3 separate regions of the Mus musculus genome follow, and regions 1 and 2 are each linked to region 3. The links are chromatin contacts, called in public HiChIP or PLAC-seq and promoter capture Hi-C maps. All regions are on one chromosome and are shown on one strand. Each heading gives the region's core, a stretch centred on a gene start, on an enhancer-like site or on the middle of the called end of the contact. The rest is flanking DNA. Distances are from core to core; before and after follow the strand shown. Region 1 overlaps Axdnd1 (axonemal dynein light chain domain containing 1). Region 2 has its middle 9.8 kb from the start of Gm39683. Region 3 holds the start of Abl2 (v-abl Abelson murine leukemia viral oncogene 2 (arg, Abelson-related gene)).

Region 1 (2,700 bases), core at 19-2,518, 150 kb after region 3:
TCCAAATGGATATATATACATATATATATATATATATATATATATATATATACACACACACACACCACACCACACACATATACATATATATGCACACACATAGACATATACACATACATGTATATATAAATATGTATATAAATATTTATATATATATTTATATTTGAACCGTCTCTTTACTCCATTATATTTCTTACTTTAATGGGTAGGTACTTTAGTATAACCTTCTCTGAGTCTAACTCTCTGCATGATTCTAAGAAGTCCATGGCATCTGCCGCACTTGGCATCCTTGCAGTGGTCCAGCTGGGGTCATCCCTGGATGTTGTGGAGCTTCTTTACCGGATTTTCCTAAACTGGGCCAACCTTGGTGCGTGTAGCCGCCTGCGGCCACACTAACTGGGCTCCTGAGTGGGAGGCCAGAGCTGTATGGGAGAGTATGAGAGGAATAACGAGACCAAGACAGATTTCTGATCAAGGCCCAAAGTTTACTAAGAGTCTGTGCTTATAAAGGGGGGAGGCCCATCTCCTGCCACACCAGGCTTCTTGATGCTTTGTTGCTAAGTAGTCTGTCAGAGCTTTTAGCATTAGGTCGCCAAGTCCACAGGTTGTTGGCTATCTCAGGAACATCTCAGGAAGACAGGTTCAGCCTCTCAGCGTAGTGCTTCTTGGAGAAGAGCAGCGGCAGGTGACAGAAAAATAAAGCCATCTAGGTCAGAAGGCTCCACCCCAGGTGGTCTCATTCTCAGTAGCAGCAAGGTCTGAATCAGCCTCCTTCAAGGCAGGGGGAGGCCACAGGTGCTGCCTGTGGGTCAGGAACCTGGTTGTAGCTGAAGTGGAGTACTCCTAATTTCCTTGCTAACTGAATTGCTTTCTGTAAACGATTCCATTTTGCTGAGGCCTCCAACTGAGTTACATCTAAGAAGGGGAATGCCTATCTCCAAGCTGCAGCTATCCAATCAAGCAGTGAATGTGTATCTCCCCTGGAGCTGTCTAACTCATGTTCCAGAGCTTCTGATACGGTGGGATTTTCCCATGACATTTCTAATTTTGTGCATCTCTTTGACCTGGCCGGCAGATCAGTCAACGGGGTCTGCAAGAGAGAGAGAGTGGTATGGAAGGGGCAAGAGACTTGAAGAATGGAGGCAAGACAGGTTGCTGGTCAAGTCCCATTTATTGAAAAACAATTAAGGGCACATAAGCATAAGCTAAGCCTTATGAGTGCAGCTGGAGACACTAAACCACAAGTGACTAGCAGCTGGGGGCACTAAACTGCAAGTCCAGGAAATGTCTGAAAAGAATGAGATGTTATCAGAGTGTGCTCAGCTGTGGTGGGCTGCTTGCAAAAACCGCATGCTAGGAAACAAGTCTCTTGGCAGGGTGGAAAAATACCAGCCTGCAAGTAAAGGGCGGGAGATGGCTGCAGAGTTGATAGCCCCTTTCTCCTAGGAGACGGTTCCCAACATCTCTTGATCTGGTAACATTATTATATCTGCTCCCTTCTCCCACAGTTTCACTATGTAGCATATGCATCCTTCATGCCATTTTGGGCATAATTTTTTTCTAATTTCATTAAGTTCCTGTGGGGTATATGCTCTGGTTCCTATTATTACCTTCTTGGGGCTGGTGTGTCCAGAAGCTCCAAAGCACAGCATGAAATGCCGAGGGCCTTGCCTGCGCAGCCATCAGAGCCAGGCTACGACATATGCCAGACCGGAGGAGAGTGAAGTGAGTGTGTGAATGAATGCAATCCCATTTCACTTTCTATTTGTTTTATTGTTGTTTATGAATAAACACCCGTATAACCTGATAAACTGGCACTCTTTCTCTCACTCTTGGCTCCATCCCTAATCCCAACTTCCCCAAATTGCCCTCCAACTGCCAAATGAGCGCTGTGGTATATCTATCTGTGCCTATATTTACACACCCCTCCCAGAAATACACATCCCAACCAACAATAAAGTAATGAAATATTTTTTGAGATATGGTCTTATTGCCTAGCTTTTGCTAACCTGGAGCTTACTGTGTAGACCAGGCTGGTCTTGAACTCACACAGGTCTGCCTGCTTCTGCCTCCCAAGTTCTGAGATTAAAGGCATACCTACCTTGCCTAAGTAAGAATGTAGTAGATGTAGAATTGTGTATAATTGTATATATTTACATAAAAAGAGAGGGAGGATATAAAATGCCTGCTTTTCCTTGACATAGACACAGCATTCACATGGCCAGCTTCACAAAGACTTCACACACACTTTCTGTGAGCAAAGGAAAACCTTTCTTTTATTAAATTTCAACATGACATTTTCTTTTCTTAATTTTTCTTCTTTTCTGTATATGTGTATGTGTGTGTGTGTGTGTGTGTATATATATATATATATATATATAGAGAGAGAGAGAGAGAGAGAGAGAAAGAAAGAGAGAGAGAGAGAGAGAGACTCACTCACTTTGTAGCTTTGGCTGGCCTCAGGCAAGGATCCACCTGTCTGTGTCTCTTGGGTGCTGAGACTAAAGGTGTGTGCTAGCATCCCATGCTCATTAGGATGTTTTCATACACGTGCCATTTGGCTTTGTTCTGTTAGTCCTCCTTCTGCGGTGCCCTCTTTCATGCTTTGGGTGTTTCTATCTAATAAAAATTTTAAAATGTGTGCAATACTACTTACTGTTTTTCTGTTATGACCTCTGCACGTGACATATTTGAATGCAA
Region 2 (2,700 bases), core at 162-2,661, 180 kb before region 3:
TTTTTCTTAGTTCTTGTTTGCCTTTCTTAACTGTGCCCACACCAGCAGCAGGAAGTGTTCAGCTGGCCCTTGATTCCCTTCACAGAGATGACATACGAATTTTTGGTTCCTGTAATGTCAGCAGAGTTGACCCAGGGAACTCCAGAATGTCACTCCAGGGGACCCACCCCATGTCCTTACTTCAACATCTTGAAGGCCTGGAAAGAGTCAGAAAGGAAGAAACGACAAGAGTCCCTAGTTATGAACTCCATACTTTGTATTCTTAATGGTGTCCTGGGTAGACTTACCAGATCTAGCAAATGAAAACACCACAGAGGATACTCTTATTTTAAAATACTGTCATCTGAAGTAGCCTACTACCAGGCTCCTACTGCCTTGTGAGTCCCAAGAACAAGGACCCAGAGCCTGTGACCTGCTCTCTGTAGGTGCTCAATAAACACAGAAGGGCTGTTAGAGTGTGTACTGGCTAGTTTTGTGTCAACTTGACACAGCTGGAGTTATCACAGAGAAAGGAGCTTCAGTTGAGGAAATGCCTCCATAAGATCCAACTGTAAGGCATTTTCTTAATTAGTGATCAAGGGGGAAAGGCCCCTTGTGGGTGGGACCATCTCTGGGCTGGTAGTCTTGGTTCTATAAGAGAGCAGGCTGAGCAAGCCAGTAAAGAACATCCCTCCATGGCTTCTGCATCAGCTCCTGCTTTCTGACCTGCTTGAGTTCCAGTCCTGACTTCCTTTGGTGATGAACAGCAACATGGAAGTGTAAGCCAAATAAACCCTTTCCTCCCCAACTTGCTTCTTGGTCATGATGTTTGTGCAGAAATAGAAACCCTGACTAAGACAGAGTAGCACTCTGGTACTGCAGTGTGGATGCCACACTTTGTATACACAACACCTACTGAGAGGATCCTGATATCTGTCACAGCTCTATATGTGTGTCACCTCTGACCCCACAGGATAAGAAAATAAGAGCAGAGGCTGGGGAAATGGCTGCATGGGCAAAATGCCAGCATGAGGACCTGAGTTCAGATCCCCCACACCAACCTAAAAAGCTTAGCATGGGGAACAGAGACAGGCAGATATCAGGACTCACTGGTCAGACTAGCCAATCGCTGAACTCCGTGTCCTGTGAGAGACTGTCTCAGAAACTAAGGTAGAGAGATACAGACGCCCAACATTAACCTCTGCCCTCTACACAAACACACAGGAACATGCCCCCCTCATACATAGCAGAAAAAGAAAAAGAGGAACATTTTAGTTGATGAGAGATGGAGTTATGTGGAAACTGGCATGTTCTCAGTCGTACACGCAGGACATAAATTAAAATGTCACTGGAGAGCACTTCCCTCTCTCTAAGAAGATGCCTCCTCCCAGACGCCCTGCCTGCCCCATTCCCACCTGGCAGGCTCTCCTAGCCTCTCCTCTGCTGGCACCGTGTAGCTGGGACCTGGGTGTTTGTTTCATGAGAGAGTGGCATAAAGGTTATAGCGAGACTGGATTTGGTGTCTAGCTCCTGCTGGTCTGGGGTCCTTGAAAGTTGGCATCAGCTCAGACACAAGTGACAAATGTTGGAGCAGCCACAGAGACCCAGGATCAGAGCTCCCATCTGAGCACCTCCCATAGCGGATGCTGGGGTTCACAACCACACCCCATATTGCTCTCCAGAGGGTGAGTAAGCCCTCAGGGCCCAGCCTCTTCCAGGACTGCAGATGGGGCCCTGGAGAGCACGAAGTTCAACCACCCCCAAATCCCATGAATAAACTCAGTCTTCACTCTGCTTCATGAAAGGAACTCTGTCCTGGACCGCCCTGGTCCCTGCAGCCCTCAACCTCAGAGGTTTGTGTTGCTGGAGGACCTTCTTTGAGCTCTGACAAGGACAAGGAAAGGCTCTGTAGGCAGTGTTTGACTTGTGGGTGGTTGTTTTTTTTTTTTTTTTTTTCTTTCATGGCTACAAACCATCGGCTGTTGAAAAATTTGAGTTTACTTGTGAATTGCCTGTCTGTGTTTGTGAGTGGAGGAAGGTAGGACTGAAAGGTTTCAAAACTGTTTTCAGTTTCTGTGTGAGTTTCTCCGGTGCTTAGCGTTTCATTGAGAATCCCATATTTATTTCTGTGCCATTACATCATTGTTTGGCGCATTTTATAACCTGAGGTGGAGAGAGCTGCCCTCCTTCTTGGCACTGGAGTCAGAGGATCACATCACATCACACCCAGCAGAATTTAGGACATGATCCTGAATGAGGTCCACTCAGCTCTGAAGAGGGACACAGAAACACTGTGTGTAACGGCGACGGAAATGAGTTCAAGGCGGAAATTCGCTTGTACATACTATTCCTTTGTACGCTAGAGAAACCTGTAATGGATTTCTTCCACAGATCAAAAACAAAATTAGATGTAAAATGCAACAAAGGGAAAAGAGAGGGCCAGTAAGATGGCTCAGTGGGTGAGGACGCAGACCTGAGGATCTGAGTTCAATCCCCGGATCCTCTCAACGGTGAGGAGAGAACAAAGTCCAGAAAATTGTGCTCTGGCCTCCAGACATGTGTCACGGCAGACATGCCCCCCACATACACATACGCACCTACATACACACACACATGCACACCCGCGTACACACACACCCCTACACAGACACACAGATATATACACACCTACACATATACCTACACTCATGTACACACACACACACTGACATATGACATTCT
Region 3 (2,700 bases), core at 96-2,595:
ATTTACTAGAGTTCAGGCACTTGCCCCCAAGCCTGATAAAGAGTTTAATACCTGGGAGAAATGACTCCCCAAGTTGTCTCCTGACCTCTGCATACATGGGTGTGTGCGCACATACACATACACACAAAATAAATATAATTTTAAATAGTTTAGAAACAGCCCTTCTGAAGAATATGACACCGAGTAAGTCCCAGACTATGCGGAGCACATATGTATACACCAATGCAGCTCAAAGAAAAACTCATGTTCAGACCACATGGAAGGAAGCCCTAACCATGCCCACCCATCGACAGCCCCGCCAGCCATCTCAGAATCCTGTGTCCTACTCGGATAGGCAGAACAGGGTGGTTTGGCAAAGCCTTTCATTTCTAGTTTGGAGAAAATACTCTGTTGAAAGTAAAAAGATACGGAAAAGGGTTTCACAGTTCACCATTCTGACACTGCTCACCGCCTGGTTCATAAAGCACATACCGAATATGCCACCACAATCTCTTAAAGATTCAGTACCTATTTCCCAATTCCTCAGGGCACGACTCGTTCCCGTCGTTCACAACCGGTTTATCCTCCCACCTCCTGAACCTGAGCTCATACCTGCCTTCATCCTTCCCTCCCTGGGGATACCATCCACAGTTCCACAGTCGCCCCGTCCTGTCCCAGGATAGCAGGACAGTCAAGCCTGGGTCCCTAAGACCCCGGTTCGTGCTCGCCGCCGCCGCCGCCCCCAGACGCTGCCAGCCAGGCGGGGGGAGGGGTGTGCCTCGCCTCCCGTGACTGGCCCAGATGGCAGCCGATTCCGCCCCCACTCGCGGGCACCCCTCCAGCCCTCGCCCCCCGAAGGCTGCCCATCCGCCTCGCACCTCGCCCCGACCCCACCCCACCCCTCCCCGGCCTCCCTCATGCCCTCCACCGGCTCCGGACACACTCACCGTGCTGGGTGAAGACGTTGAAGCCGGCGTCTGCGGTACGCCCCGCCGGGTCCCGCCTGCGGCCCGAGGGCCTGGCTGCGCTGCTGCCCCGGATCCCGCGCGGCTGCGGCTGCTGGAGCCCCGGAGCCTCCCCGACGCGGCCCACCTGCTGCCCCATCCCGCCGCTCGCGTACTCCCGCGCCCCCGCCGACCCTTGCTCACATTCCTCCTCTGCTCCGGCCTCCGGAGCTCCTGGCGCCGCTCCGGTCTCTCCGGCCCAAGCCCAGGCCCTCTGGGCCGGAGTTGCCGGCGGCTCCCACGCGGACTCCTCGGAGCCGCTGCCGCGCTGCCTCCCAGCGACTCACAGACTCTCCTTCTCCCTCCCCCTCCGGCGGCTCCTCGCCCCAGCCGCCGCCGCCATCTTTAAACCACCGAGCACAGGGCGAGCGTGGGACAGAGCGTCTCCCGCCCCCCTCTCGCCCAAGCACCTCCGCTACTCGGTGGGCGGAGCTCGGCGGAGCCCCGCCCCGCGCCGCGCCCCGCTGGGTGGAAGCCGGGGCCCACAGGGTCAGCGAAGCTTTCGAGGGCCCTCGAGTGCTTTTACTGCTACCTTCACCCACGTTCGGCTCCACACACTGCCCCACTTGGAGGACTGTGGGCGCCCGGCCTTTCCCGTCCCACCTCCACCTGTCAAATCAGAAGAGGCTGAGAAGCCACCACGTGCGCCGCGCAGCTCAGCACCAAACAGCTGAGGCTCCTGATCCCTGGGCTTCGCTGCCATTCAATTGAGGAGCCCTTCACACACACTTAGCATTGGGCCCAGAATGAAGTTTGGAATGGTACAGAATTCACGGGGAGATGGTCAAGTGCGGGGTTAACTTAATTCGGTGAATTATTTCTTGATGTGCACTTTGCCGTCTTATTGGCAAAGCGGTTAGAACTCAATTCTTCATACTACCGTGGATTTCTCTTGAACTCTTCCACCATCGACCTACCCGCATGTGTTTCTGTTTACTTTAAAACGCCTGGTGGGGCGCTGGTGAGATGGCTCAGTGATTAAGAGCGCCGACTGCTCTTCCTAAAGGTCCCGAGTTCAAATCCCAGCAACCACATGGTGGCTCACAACCATCTGTAACAAAATCTGATGCCTTCTTCTGGAGTGTCTGAAGTCAGCTACAGTGTACTAACATATAATAAATAAATGAATCTTTAAAATAAATAAATAAATAAAATGCCTGACAGTAAAGCGACTCTTCTCACAGACATGCTTTCCTCTCAGTGCAGGTTGGGCCCTCCTTTTTGGCAAGGAAAAGATAAATCACTTTGACCTTGTTTCTGAGTCAAAACTTACTCATCTTCACCGTCTGGGGTCTAAATAGAGAAATGGACAGAAGAGAAGCTATTTTTATAGATGTACACCCTATGTGCCATGAGGACTGGAGCCATTGCTTAAACCAAGGAAAACCACCCTGGGGAAGAAAAGAATTAGCAAAATAGATATAATTCCCCATACATGTCTTTTGTAGAATGGTGTAAGATCACAAGTGCATGTGGGTGAGACTCAAACTCAGGACCTTGAGTTCCAGGTGAGTGCTCTACCACTTGCTACTACCGCCCCCCACTCCAGCTGATTTTGATATTCACTATTAAAGAGCCTTAGGAGCTGGGGAAAGATGGGTTAATGACAAAGAAGACTTGCACTGCAAGCCTGACCACCTGAACTTGCTGCCTAGGACCCACACAAGCAGCTACTGGTCATAGAGAAAAGCCAGATGCACCAGCCCAAGCTCTGTGA

Evidence for each region. Promoter capture Hi-C pulls out the DNA fragments that hold promoters and counts their contacts. HiChIP or PLAC-seq counts read pairs in DNA pulled down with a chosen protein or histone mark.
Region 1: a contact with region 3 is called in a promoter capture Hi-C map of the HPC-7 cell line, with 2.3 times the contacts expected there. The contact joins the enhancer-like site here to the promoter of Abl2 in region 3. A contact is called at or near these places in 12 of 39 promoter capture datasets (the 3T3-L1 cell line, the C10 cell line, the HPC-7 cell line and 8 more), 2 of 15 datasets of contacts at CTCF or cohesin (pro-B cells and stem cell-derived epiblast-like cells), 66 of 484 Hi-C or Micro-C datasets (the AML12 cell line, B cells, the C2C12 cell line and 43 more), 7 of 115 datasets of contacts at active chromatin or transcription factors (bone marrow-derived dendritic cells, bone marrow-derived macrophages, effector CD8 T cells and 4 more) and 3 of 9 other capture datasets (adipose tissue, liver and pancreatic islet).
Region 2: a contact with region 3 is called in an HNF4G HiChIP or PLAC-seq map of pancreatic cancer cells. The contact joins the enhancer-like site here to the promoter of Abl2 in region 3. A contact is called at or near these places in 2 of 39 promoter capture datasets (the HPC-7 cell line and pre-B cells), 2 of 484 Hi-C or Micro-C datasets (CD4 T cells and regulatory T cells), 1 of 115 datasets of contacts at active chromatin or transcription factors (pancreatic cancer cells) and 1 of 9 other capture datasets (adipose tissue).

Annotation. Positions count from the first base shown.
Region 1 is chr1:156,406,794-156,409,493 of GRCm38.p6, reverse strand. All of the region lies in intron 4 of Axdnd1 (axonemal dynein light chain domain containing 1), which reads left to right. Among named protein-coding and RNA genes, the nearest start is that of Axdnd1, 13 kb to the left of the region's middle. Within about 2 kb of position 1,268, at least 43 of the 459 cell types and tissues checked have an H3K27ac peak or open chromatin away from gene starts, as enhancers often do. A contact at or near this core is called in the C2C12 cell line, CD4 single positive thymocytes, CD8 T cells and 10 more, where this site is marked.
Region 2 is chr1:156,733,247-156,735,946 of GRCm38.p6, reverse strand. No RefSeq gene overlaps it. Among named protein-coding and RNA genes, the nearest start is that of Gm39683, 9.8 kb to the left of the region's middle. Within about 2 kb of position 1,411, at least 36 of the 459 cell types and tissues checked have an H3K27ac peak or open chromatin away from gene starts, as enhancers often do. A contact at or near this core is called in the HPC-7 cell line and pancreatic cancer cells, where this site is marked.
Region 3 is chr1:156,557,432-156,560,131 of GRCm38.p6, reverse strand. It overlaps Abl2 (v-abl Abelson murine leukemia viral oncogene 2 (arg, Abelson-related gene)), which reads right to left and starts at 1,345. Exons shown (of 12, transcript NM_009595.3): 1 at 927-1,345. The coding sequence starts at 1,083.